Regions from separate parts of the Sus scrofa genome. Here region 2 is linked to region 1. Evidence: chromatin contacts called from public HiChIP or PLAC-seq data. All regions are on one chromosome and are shown on one strand. Each heading gives the region's core, a stretch centred on a gene start, on an enhancer-like site or on the middle of the called end of the contact. The rest is flanking DNA. Distances are from core to core; before and after follow the strand shown.

Region 1 (6,286 bases), core at 1,007-3,506:
CATGGTTCCTAATCGGATTCATTTCCACTGCGCCACAACAGGAACTCTCTATAAGTTTTTTTCAATGTATGGTTCCAGGTCCTAAGAGATTTAGACAATCAAGCACATGGTCAGACTAAGAAAATAGCGAAAAGACTGGAAGTAATGCCTGGGAAGAGTGGTTGAAGGAGCTGAGAGGTTTTAACCAAAAAAAGGAAGATTTTATGAGACAAACTAATTATTTTCCAGATAAAGTTCTCCTCAGTAGAATAGGACAAATATGAAATGTATTACCTAGAGATAAACATAAAGTCAGGCTAAGGGTAAAAGAAATAAATGTAAGGGAGTTTCCGTTGTGGCTCAGCAGAAACAAACCCAGCTCTATCCATGAGGATATGGGATCCATCCCTGGTCTCGCTCAGTGGGTTAAGGATCTGGCACTGCAGTGAGCTGTGGTGTAGGTTGCAGATGCGGCTTGGATTCCTCATTGCTGTGTTGTAGGCCAGCAGCCACAGCTCCTATTTGACGCCTAGTCTGGGAATCTCCACATGCCATGGGTGCAGCCCTAAAAAGATTTTAAAAAGAAATAAATGTAAGGTGAATGCAGCACTCACATTTATGCAAATGTCAACATGAAATCAAAAGCTTGGAGAGTTTTGAGCAGAGGTCTTCAAACAAGTAAGACTCCTCCCTGTTTGGAATGTCACAGAAAATAGGCAAACACTGGGTATGAGACTGAAAAAAAAAATATCAGCCATCGTTCCTGTCTTGATCACATACAACACTCCAGGACTGGTAGTACATGGCATTTTCCAAAAATCATAGGCCAAGTCTTCTCAGTTGAACAAACAGAACAGAGCCCTAACTGTGAACAGTTGAGTGCTTTATCCTTCTTCCGGGGGAACTGACAAAGAAAAAATGGCCACACCTGAGACACACCTCTTACATGAGGCACTCCCTGGTTCTCCTTGGTTGCTTCTCTCACATTCCACAACTCATTTAGCACATGCTCTCCCCAGCTAGGGCACAAGCCAGAGATTGCATGAACAAATTCTAGCCCACACGTTTAACCATACATGGAGTTTATAGCTGTAAAATTAGTTCCCAACATTTAAAACTACGGAAAATTCATACAAAATTTGAGATGGGTAACTAGTCTGGAAGAATAGAAAGATCTGGGACTCCTGAGCCCACTTTCCTACAGGGCACTGGCATCACTGAAGCTAAATTCTGTCTTCCCTCTTTGAAGGAGGCCTGCTCCCCAGCTGGCATCACTCCTCACTGGCTCATGCATTTACAGGAACTGACTGGCCCTGGCTGAATTCAGAATCCCTATCGTGTATTTTGAGTACACTGAATGATAGACTTCTTACTTTTATTTATTTACTTTTGGACTGAGAACTCTTTAGTGTTTGTATATCTTCTTAAGAATGTCTTAGCTGGGTTCCCCAGAAAAAGAGCCTGAGGAAAGGATTAAGTGCTTTATAAGGGAGCTACAAACCTAGGGCAACCAGAGATCAGAAAAAGGAAAGTGAGAAAGGAAAGCGTAGGAAGCAACTCCTGGGAGATGGATATTTTGGACAGAGCATCCCACTTAAAAGGTACAAACACTCAGCCAGGTGGCATTCCTCAGAATATTTTGCTCAAGAAACAGTGATACCATGGACAAAGCAGGCCCCCTCCCATTGAACCAAGAGGGCCTCATTGGCAATTAACTGCTCCATGCTTCTGAGTTGAATGGCTTGGTCCCTTTGATGAACTTCATGATGCCAGCTTCCTGTCCCAAGGTGTAGTTCTTCTACACTATTCTAAAAATGGGAGGAGGAGACAGAAATTCCAGGTGTGTGACTGGTGGGGCTGTGTGGTGGCTGCCAAGGGCAGTGGAATAGGTTCTGGGCCCTGGGTGATGGGTTTTGCCCTAGTCTGAATGGAAAGTCAGCCATTGACAAAAAGCAAGTGAGAGTCATGTGTGATGAGGTGGAGGGAGTCTAATACAGGGGGTCAGCCAACTATAGCCCATGAGCCCAGTCTGACTATCATCTGCATTTCATATATAGCTGTGAGTTAAAAATGACTTCACTTTTTTAAATGGATGCAAAAAGTCAAAGGAATCATATCCCATGATGAATAAAAATTACACGAAATTGCAATATCAGGTCCATAAATAAAGTTTTATGGGAAAGCAGCCATGCTTGTTCACTCATGTATTGCTGACGTGCTCCCACACATCAGACTCAACAGGCAGAGCAGACACCACACAAGCCACAGAGCATAAAATACTTATCATCAGGCCCTTTACAGAGATGGCTGGTCAACTTCTGGTCTACAGAAGCCCCTTCAGTGTATCTGAATAAAGAAGCAAGATTAAATGTTCTCACCAAAACACGGTATGGCTATAATGGCCCAAAAATGATGTTAAAAGTGATTACAATTGACACAGCTTCTGCCCTCATAATTGTTAATGTAACTGCAGCCCTTGCACAATTGGAAGAGGCCCCAGGCTTAACGTCTTGTGATCTATTTTTGAAATTACCTAAAAAAAGCCAAGATAATTTTTATGGCTTTAGCCCCAATAGCAATATAGCACCTCTATCCCCAGATGAAAATTATCCCAGAGCATCATCCTTAAATACAACAGAGCAAGAAAGAGAGCTAATGTTATTTGTTTATTGCATTTATAATTCAAGGCATGTGGTTTTTCAATTTTGAAATTCTACACAGGAAAAAAACAAAATAAAACGTGTGCATATGTAGAGAAACCACAGCTCTGTGCAGTCTTCTGCCTGCACCAGGCACATGTTTCCTGTGGTTATCATTTGTTGTGAGTTAAAGGCTCATGGCATACCAACTCTGGGCCAGTTGAATCAACTACAAGCCATGCTAATAATAGGCCCAATTTTGATGACAGCAGAGAAGCAATCCCTGTCACTGACTACATTAAGAACTCTGTGCAAAGAAAGATTTTTGAGCGTTTGGGGGATATCTTTTATTTAGAGAGTAAGTTCTGTTTGTTCATTCACTCAAAAAAGCACCTGATGAGACTCTAACTGTACCAGGTACGAGGTGAGAGACTGAGAATAGTTACACAGGACATGGTTCCTGCCTTGGCACTTGGGATATCGTCAACCAACACTCTGGCCCTCATTGCCTGGATGCTGTCAACTATGCATTCCCTCCCAGAATAGCCTTCTCTGGGGACCTGGGCTCCCAGGGGAACAGCAGCTAATTATTCTTGGCTCCACTTCCCAAGGCAAGCCTGGCCTTTCATGGCAGCTGGAGAGCATGCAAGCCTCTCCCGGCATGGGTGTGTCTAAGCCAACATGGGCAGGGCCAGCCTTTACAAAAGAGGGCCCAGCCCAGAGCATCAGGACACCTCCTCTGCAAAGCTGTGGAGGGCCCCTCTCTGTTTCTAGGCTCCTGATCTGCTTTGTGAGAACCAAGAGTTCCTCTGATCTGTCTAAACATGGGTTTTCCTTGGGTGTCTTAGAGGACCTTGGAATGTGAAACTGGAGTTTTGTTTCTTCCTGATAGAACTGATGAGGCTTGGGGAGGGGTCCGTGAAACAATCACCTGATAACACTCTGTGCATATGATAATGTTCTCAATTGTGCCTACTAAGGAAGGGTGTTTTTTTAAGCAGGCTTGGTGTAGAACTCATGTAAATGTTCTTTGACTGCTTTCCACTGCTTTTTTTGGCGGGGGTGGTGTAGCCAAGGCATACGGATATTCCCAGGCCAGGGATCAAACCTGCACTGCAACAGCAACCAGAGCCGCAACTGTGACAACACCAAATCCTTAACCCACTATGCCACCAGGGAACTCCCTGCTTTCCACCATTTTTGGCCATTAAACATGAATTCTTATCTGCACAGCTCTGCTCTAAAGGTACAAGAAAGCCATATTTCTGGGTGAACTGGAGTAAGAATTCTGTCACTTGATTATCCTTTAAAGACTGAAAGCATTTGATCTTATTTAAGAATAAAAAAAGACAGGGTCATGACATTTAGAAAACTATGGATACAATGGAAAGATCAGTTGTTACCAGGGGCTAGGGAGGAGGGCAGATGAACAGGCAGAGCACAGAGGATTTTCAGGGTAGTGAAAAAGTCAGCATGATATTATAATGGTAGTACATGTCATTACACATTTGTCCCAAACCGTAGATTGTACAAGACCAAGAAGGAATCCTCGTGTCAACTGTGGATGTGGATGATAATAATGAGTCAATGTATGTTCATCAGCTATAACAGATGCAGCACTCTGATGGGGGATGTTCGCAGTGGGGGAGGCTGTGCATGTGTGGGGGCAGGAGGCATGCGGGAAATCTCTGTACCTTCCTCTCAGTTATGCTGTGAACCTAAAACTTCTGTTAAAAAAAAAAAGGTCTTAAAAATGACGGTAAGAAAAAACACTTGATGCTACTGAATTGAAGAAATTTAAAGAAGTTTCCACAACAAAGTGTTAAAACACCATTCTAGGAAACAGTCTTTGTCTTCAATTGCGCACTGGTGTCCTGTGTGTAACTGGATACGTTTTGGCCACCTTGAATTATAGTGTGCTTATTTCTAAAATGACAAGGTAAGACAAGGCTTATTGTCTATGAATCTGAAAGCTAGAAGGGTGCCCGGTATACATTTCATTTATCGTCAGTTTAGCTTGTTGGATTTAATCCAGCTCTCCTTGTCTATGATTGCTCATCCATGTATGTCTAGAATAATTTTGGCTAAACCAGACCTTCCTATAGGTGACCGCCGTGCATGGCCGGCTGCAGGCCACTCTCCTTTCTCCATCTCTGGCTTACTTGCCCCTCTGTGGTTGGCTTCTGACTGGTCCCACGATAATCTGTAGGCTATAATCTTGAGTCTGAAGAAAGTGCACGGAGGAAAACATCCCTGGCATCCAACAAGGAACCTATATGCTTTCCACACCATGCTGAGCAGCATCAGGCAAACCCCTGGCCTGGGGAGGTAGGAGTGAATTCCTCCCCACACCACGCCTACGACTATTAGGACTATTAGGGCGTGGTCATTAGAGGAATCATCAGGAAGAATGGGTCAGGAGAAACCTAAAAATAATTACAACAGATTCATATTTTATACCAAGAGGCAGGCACTAAACTGCAATACTTGTACACAAAAAAAAAAAATCATGTGTAGTCAAAATAACTTTAGAGGGAGTTCCCATCATGGCTCAGTGGTTAACAAACCTGACTAGTATCCATGAGGATTTGGGTTCGATCTCTGGCCTCACCAAGTGGGTTAAGGATCCAGCATTGCAGTGAGCTGTGTTGTAGGTTGCAGACACGGCATGGATCTGGTGTGGCTGTGGCTGTGGCTGTGGCTGTGGCTGTGGTGTAGACCCGTGGTTACAGCTCCAATTAGAACTCTAGCCTGGGAATTTCCATATGCCCCAGGGGCAGCCCTAAAAAAGCAAAAATAAATAAATAAATAACTTTAGAGAATACCCCAAACTCCCTATAACTTCTCGTATAGTATAAATTCAATAGACACCCTATCCCTTACCATTTTTTTCCTCAGCTTTGAAAGAAATCATTTCCCCCTCTAGTTAAATGCCAGAGGAGGTGACTGGCTTACCTTTAGGGAACTATGTTATATATAAATATGTATATTATTTTCAAAACCAGAGTCATAATTAGCACCACAAGAGGTTCACGCCATGGGAAGTGAGGTCACTGTGGGTCTGGCTTAGTCAGACTAGCAAGTGGAAAATAAGCTGCTTTCCTCATTTTGTCTTTTTCTTTGCTGACCACCATGAGTTAGATTTTTGTGTTAAATTTTCACATTTTGGCACTTTCTCATACCTAAGGGAAACCCAACATCCAGCTAAACCAGGGTCAGTACATAGAGTCAACCAGGAGTGGATGAATCTAGGGGGCAGAACCTTCACAGTGCAATAGGTCCAAGAGCAGAGAAAGGACGTTTCAGGCAGGAGATAATCAGTGATGGATGCTGGGCTCAGTTTCCAAGGGAGCATAGATTACCTTTTGAAGGGTCTGGAACTGGATATTAGAAGTTGTGACACTGGGACCAGGGTAGAGTTGGGGGTCTTTAACCCTAGAGGGCAATGGGCATGAGAAATGGGCAGGCCCCTATGGGTCCAAAGAACATGGTTTTTTTTGTTTTTGTTTGTGTTTTTTTGCTTGTTTGTCTATTTGCTTGTCTTTTGTTTTTTTTTTTTTTTGTTTTTTTCCTTAGGGCTGCACCGGTGGCACATGGAGGTTCCCAGGCTCAGAGCTGCAGCTGCCAGTCTACACCACAGCCACAGATCTGAGCCTTGTCTGTGGCCT
Region 2 (6,922 bases), core at 48-2,547, 260 kb after region 1:
CTGTGAGAGACCAATGATCTGGGAGAACTTCCGTTTGCTGACCCGCTGTGTCATTCGACTGACTCCTCCACTAGCTCTATGAGGTAGGTACTATGCCCATTTTACAGATGAGAAAAACTGCTCAGAGGACTCCAGAAGATGCCTAGGGTCTCACAGAGGTAGACTCTGCTTGCAAAGCCATATTGTCCTGGAGCCCAGAATTTGGAATAACAATTTGGAAGATTGCTTGGTTCTTTTCTCTAATTAATGTTGTCTCCTGAGGGACCTGGGTGTACCGCACCACCATGAATGTGTCCTACCCCATTCACATGGCACCAGCATTGTTCTCTTCTACCTCCACCCCACATGGGGCTGTTGCCTGATGCGGACAAATGAGGCATAATCTCAGCCTTGTTGCCCAGCTGACTTCCCATGCATATAAGAAATGCTGTCTAAATTTTTGCTGAGAGTACAACTGGAAGACGAGTGAATAGTGTTATCTAATGTGTGAAATGAGCTTAGTCTTTCAGATGGATTCAGATCTCGGATCGTGCCAAACTTTAAAAACATTATTTTAGTGGGTTTGTTTTTTTTTATTTTAACACGTACTAGAAAAAAAATAAACACATTCAGCCTTTGCTTGAAATATAGCTGATTTTAATTATAGCCAAATTGACTTTTTTTTACTGCATTAAGTAGATAACAGTCTTTATTTCTGGCAACCGCAGGAGCTGGGAGTATGAATGACAAGGTTAGTGTGCTTCCCCTAAAGAAGCAAATCCTTGTGAATCACTAAAATTTCTGAAGCACGGGAAGCACCAAACACCATCTTCTCTGTTTTACCATCTTTTAAAATTTGTTTTAATCATCACTACCAACCTACGATATAGTCTTACTTCTGTATTAGAAGCAAGGAAAAAGAGGCAGGGAGCCAAATGTTCCCTGGGTATTAGTAAAAGCCCCACAGTGAGCAGTCTTAAGGCCAGGATTTGAAATGAAGCAGTCAGACTTCAGAGCCTCACTCTGACCTTGAGCACAAGGTGAGGCCAGAGTTGGAGGGCAAGGTGGAACCCTGGAATACTTGGGGGTCTAATTCCTTAGCCTGAAATGCAGATGGGGAAGGTGCAGTTTGCACTGGAGGGGCGAGGAGTGGCCATCAGGGAGCCCAGGAAGCAAAAGTCATTTCTCAAAGGCATGTGAACTCTGGGCTCCAGCCCAAGTGCTCCAGCCAGAACAGGAGCCAAGATGTTCTGACCCCTCTTGCAGGCTATGTTTTGCCTGGGTTCTTTCAGTTCTGGCTGCTGCAAAGTCAGGAGCATTCCTGGTTGGCAGTAAGTCTCTAAGCACACTTGGCAGGGTCTTGATCCTTGCACCATCAGCAGCTCTGGATGCAGGCACTCCTGGTGCCTGGGAGTTTCTAGTTGGCAGGGGTGGGTTTTGTTTTAAGCTCTCTATGCAAATGACACACTAATAGTCCAGTCCTGAGGGAAATCCCTTCCCAAGGTGACAGAGAACTTTTCCTGTATGCAAGCATGCCCATCCTTTTTCACAAAAGTCACCACAGTTGGCATTTGCAATTTTGTTCATTTTCCTCCCGAAATAGGCTGCCTAATTGTTACTTATCACATTTCTAATTAGTTTTTTTTTTCACTTGAATAATTATAGCTCCACACACTGAGTTTGGGGCCATGGCTTTTGGGCCTACTTTGCAAAGTATGCAGATAAAGACAAGATTGTGAACTTTCCCACAACATGGCCTGCCAATCAGCCTCACAGAGTGTAATTTAACTCTAATACACCTCTTGATCTTCAGTGCATTTAAAAATAGCTTGCTAATAGTCTTCCTATTTGAATTAAGCTAAAATTGCACATGGTGTGAAATGTGTGCTCTCTCCCTCTTGTCTCTACACACACACACACACAGGCACACACATCCCTGATCCTGAAAAGGCACTCCACGTGCGGCTTGTGCAGCAAAACACTTTGAGATTGTCCTCAAATCTTCCCCATCTCGTGTCTGCAGTATAAACAACAGAATAATGGTAGCCTTGGGGCCAGAGGGTCATCAAAAAGGATAAAATGCCTCAAAATCATGTTTTGTCTGAATATCCATAACAAAATCCTTAAAATTGGGACCTCTGGAGTCAGGCCTCCTTGGTTCAAATCCTAACTCTGCATTGACTGTCTGACTTGATGTAAGCCTTTTAACCGTTTTATTCCTTTGGTTTCCTACCATGTAAAATGGGGTAATGGTAGACCCTCCCTGGGAGAGTAGTAAGAATTAGTATAAAAACAGAGCTACTGTTTTCAAAGTGGTTAGAACAGAGTGCATATAAGCATTATTATATCTGCTTCCAAATGAAGTTGTATTGTTGTCATACTAAAGACATGATATTCCCAAAATCTTTGGATAAAACAGACTCTTGAGGGAGCTAAGCCCTATTTCCCTGTAACTGTAAAGAGACCACCCTTATCCTTGAGAGGCTGGGTTGTCAGTGTGCCTGGTGTGGCTGTGGTGGTACATATGGAGCCCTGTGGGACTAGGAGTCTTGGGTCTCACCCAAGCTCCTCCATCTACCACTTCTTCTTCCATTATTGCTCTTTTGCCCTATCTGGACTCTCCCTATCCTGCCTACATTAGAAAGCTGGAAAAACTCAGAGGAGATAATAAGGAAAAACATATGTGAAAAAACACTAAGTATTATTAATGCCAGCTATATTTATTAGCTCTTTGTTTGAAATGGATATGTACACTGAGAACTTTGCTTGAACATTAGACCTGCATTTATTAGTTTATATATATATATTCTTTATGTATGTTTTTAGAGCTGTTTTCTATATGTGTTTATATGTGTATTGGTGTGCCTGTGTGTGTAACTGTGATAAACTCACTAGTTCACTATTCTGGAATTTTTTTTCAGAATTAAATCAACCAGAAGGATATCTAGAATCTTATTTTTGAGAAGCATCTATGGATGCAGTAAAACATAATATTCTAATTAAACTGTACTGGTATCAACATCAGGTTACAAACTTGGGTGTGCAAATAATGTCACACATCTTTTCTATAGATTTATTTATTTGTGATCCTGAACCCCTATCCTACAGAGCTGTGGGAAATTCAGCCCCTTATTCTTGGGACAACCTTTCCTACTAATTTTCAAGCTTTCTGGTTGTTCTAGGTCTTGTGCAGTGAGAACAATGGGATGGGAATTAGAGAGTTCTGGCTCTCAGTTCTCCATGAAGTCTGATGGCCCCTGAGATGCCCATTTTCCTGTGTATGGGTTTGTTCAGGTCTGCCTGTCCCTCTGGTTCCTTGTCTTGTAGGGCACTTCGTATGATTTGGGTGAACCTCAGTGCCTGGGGCGTATATTTGCTTCCCTGCTACTCCCATGGGATACTTGCTTACCACCCACTGCACCCACAGTCCTTGCCTGGGAGCACTACGCAGGGACCCTCTGCTCCAGAGATCAACACTCCATTAAATCCTAGGGTTTCTGATTCTCCAGCGTTTCCTTTGCTTAAGCTCTGATCCTGCCATTTTCTCATAAATGTTCATCGCCTATCAACTTGGAACCTGAGTCGTTAGCAACCAAATAACTGGTTTACTTAATCTGCTGATTTCAAAAGGTGAAATTCACACACTACCAAGTCAGTAACATTGGTACTTATTTGATCTCATTTAGAAATCATTCTTCACAGCTCTGACCATCAAGCTTTGGTTGTTCACTCTGCCTTATTCCCAACTTTGCTGTCTGGATCTTATTATAGGGTTGGCATTTCTAGTGTTTAATCCATGCTTTCCCAAGGTACAGAGCATGGTGGTGCTGCTGGATCACTGCATTCCAATTAAAATCTGCAACTCACTTTCTGGCTTTAGAGAACCCACACCTGCTGGCAACATCTGGTCAACATCCAAGTTAAGCCAACCCCAGCCTTATAACCACACACCTTCAACCTATAACCCAGCCCCACCATATAACTAGACACACACACACACACACACACACACACACACACAGAGAGAGTGAAGGGAAGCTAGAAGTAGAGCATTTGGTTTAAATCTGTATCAATTGAGATCACATTTCCATGATCTTGCAACACAGACCAATACAGGCAAGGGGATGCTAAGCTACAGCATAAATATGCAGGATTAGGAACCAAGATTTTTCCAGTGGTTTAGTTAGGCCCAGGAGGAATGGAACAGGCCCAAATGCCACATAGTCTTCTTATGTGTAATCTCCAGGCTCTATGCTTCACCCTTGATTGTTGACGTTATGAGAAGTGATGCAGAAAATTCTACCTAGGCTGGATTATGTGGCTGCCACTGTAACAGGCATCCAGAGCTTGCAGGCAGTGGAGGAGCCCAAACATATCCTTATAATTTGCATGCCAATTAGGAGAAATGTGTGTGCTCTTGCCTGGCAGACCAGCAAATCCCTATAATATAAAAATAACCTCCTTAAAAGCCATGCCAGTTGAGTTGTATGGTTCTATCCCAACAACATTAGAAATACCAAAATTTATTCACAGACTCCAGGGCAACAGTCATTTAACACTAAGTTGAGATTGTGAGTCCCAGGATAAGAAAATTCATCTCTGAAAAGGCCAGAGAAAATATCTAAAGACAGTTGAAAACTCCCCTAACATGGGAAAGGAAACACTCCCCCAAGTCAGGAAGTAAGGTGAGTCCCATACAGGATAAACCCAAGGAGGAAAATGCCAAAACATACTAATCAAATTGACCAAAATTAAATATGAAGAGAAAATATTAAAAGTAACAAGAGAAAAACAACAAATAAATTACAAGGGAATCTCATAATATTAACAGCTGATTTTTTAGCAGAAACTGCATCCAGAAGAAAGTAAGATGATATATTAAAGTGATGAAAAGGAAAAACCTACAACCAAGAATACTCTACCCAACAAGGCTCCTATTCAGACTGGACAGAGAAATCAAAAGCTTTATAGACAAGCAAACACGAAAAGAGTTCAGTACCACCAAAGTACTAAAGGAACTTATCTAAATGGAAAAGAAAAGGCCACAACTAGAAATAAGAATAATTATGAATACGAAATTTCACCCATAAAGGCAAACATACAGTGAAGGTAGGAAATCATTCACACACACTATGATATCTAAACAGTCATCATGAGAAAGAAGAGTACAAATATAGGATACTAGAAAGGCATTTGAAATTACCAGATCAGCAACTCAAAACAACCATATATCTATATAGATATATAGATATAGCTATATCTCAAAATGTCATGGTAACTGCAAACCAAAAATCTACAATAGACACAAACACAGAAAAAGAAAAAGCAATCCAAACCAAGCATTAAAAAAGGTGATCAAAATACCAAAGAAGAGAGCAAAAGAGAAAGGGAAGAAAAAAGACCTACAAAAACAAATCCAAAACTATTAACAAATGGGAATAAGAACATACCTATTGATAATTACCTTAAATGTAAATGGATTAAATACTCCAACCAAAAGACATAGCTGGTTGAATGGATACAAAAGCAAGACCTATCTATGTGGTATCCATAAGAGACCCACTTCAGATCTAGGGACACATACAGGCTGAAAGTGAGGGGATGGAAGAAGATATTCCAGCAAATGGAAATTGAAAGAAAGCTAGAGCAGGCATACTCATATCAGACAAAATCAACTTTAAAATAAAGACAATTACAAGGTACAAAGAAGGACACTACATAATGATCAAAGGATCAATTCAAGAAGAAAATATAACAATGTAAATATACATGCACCCAACACAGGAGCATTTCAATATATGACACAAATGCTAAAATCCATAAAAGGATAAATCAACAGTAATACAAAAACATTGGGAGAATATAATACCCACTGACATCAATGGACAGATTATCCAGACAGATAAGTAATAAGGAAACACAGGCTTTAAATGACACATTAGACGGATGGGACTTAATTGATATTTATAGCACATTCCATCCAAAAGCAGCAGAATACACATTCTTCTCAAGTACTCATGAGACATTCTCTGGGATAGATCACATGCAGGGCCACCAACCAAGCCTTGGTAAGTTTGAGAAAACTGAAATCATATCCAGCATCTTTTCTGACCATAACACTGAGACTAGAAATCAACTGCAAGAAATAAAAAACTGCAAGAAACATAAACATATGGAGAATAAACAAATGCTACTAAATAACCATGGATCACTGAAGAAATCAAAGAGTAAATCAAAAAATACCTTGAAAATGAAAACATGATGCTCTAAAACCTATGAGACAGAGCAAAAGCAGTTATATGGTGTAAGTTTACAGCAAGAAAATCTTACCTCAGGACATAAGAAAAATATCAAATAAACAACCTAACCTTACATGTAAAGCAACTAGAAAAAGAACAAACAAAATCCAAAGTTAGGAGAAGAAATGAAATCATAAAAATCAGAGCAGAAATAAATAAAATAGAGACAAAGAAAACAATAAAAAAGATAAATTAAACTAAAGCTAGTACTTAGAAAAGTTGAGCTCAATAGATAAAATGATAAACCCTTAGCTAGACTCATCAAGAAAAAAATGGGAGAGGGTTCAAATCAATAAAATTAGAAACAAAAAAAGTGGGAATTCTGTGGTGCAGTGGGTTAAGAATCTGACCACAGACTCAGGTTTCTGCAGATGTATGTGTTCAAACCCTGGCCTGGTGCAGTGAGTTAAAGGATTTGGCACTGGCACAGCTGCAGCATAAACTGCATATGTGGCTCAATTTGATTCCTTTCCCAGGAACTTCAATATGCCTCTGGTGTGGCCATTAAAAAAAAAAAAAAAAAAAAGAATGATAAAAGTTACTATTGCCACCACAGAAATACCAAAGTATGATAAGAGACTACTATAAGCAACCATATGCCGATAAAAAAAGACAAACTAGAAGAAATGGAAAAATTCTTAGAA

The links. HiChIP or PLAC-seq counts read pairs in DNA pulled down with a chosen protein or histone mark.
Region 2: a contact with region 1 is called in an H3K27ac HiChIP or PLAC-seq map of skeletal muscle, with 4 times the contacts expected there. The contact joins two enhancer-like sites. A contact is called at or near these places in 1 of 47 Hi-C or Micro-C datasets (embryonic fibroblasts) and 1 of 2 datasets of contacts at active chromatin or transcription factors (skeletal muscle).

Annotation. Positions count from the first base shown.
Region 1 is chr13:16,618,790-16,625,075 of Sscrofa11.1, forward strand. No RefSeq gene overlaps it. Among named protein-coding and RNA genes, the nearest start is that of TGFBR2, 160 kb to the right of the region's middle. Within about 2 kb of position 2,257, at least 17 of the 83 cell types and tissues checked have an H3K27ac peak or open chromatin away from gene starts, as enhancers often do. A contact at or near this core is called in skeletal muscle, where this site is marked.
Region 2 is chr13:16,877,549-16,884,470 of Sscrofa11.1, forward strand. No RefSeq gene overlaps it. Among named protein-coding and RNA genes, the nearest start is that of TGFBR2, 97 kb to the left of the region's middle. Within about 2 kb of position 1,298, at least 3 of the 83 cell types and tissues checked have an H3K27ac peak or open chromatin away from gene starts, as enhancers often do. A contact at or near this core is called in skeletal muscle, where this site is marked.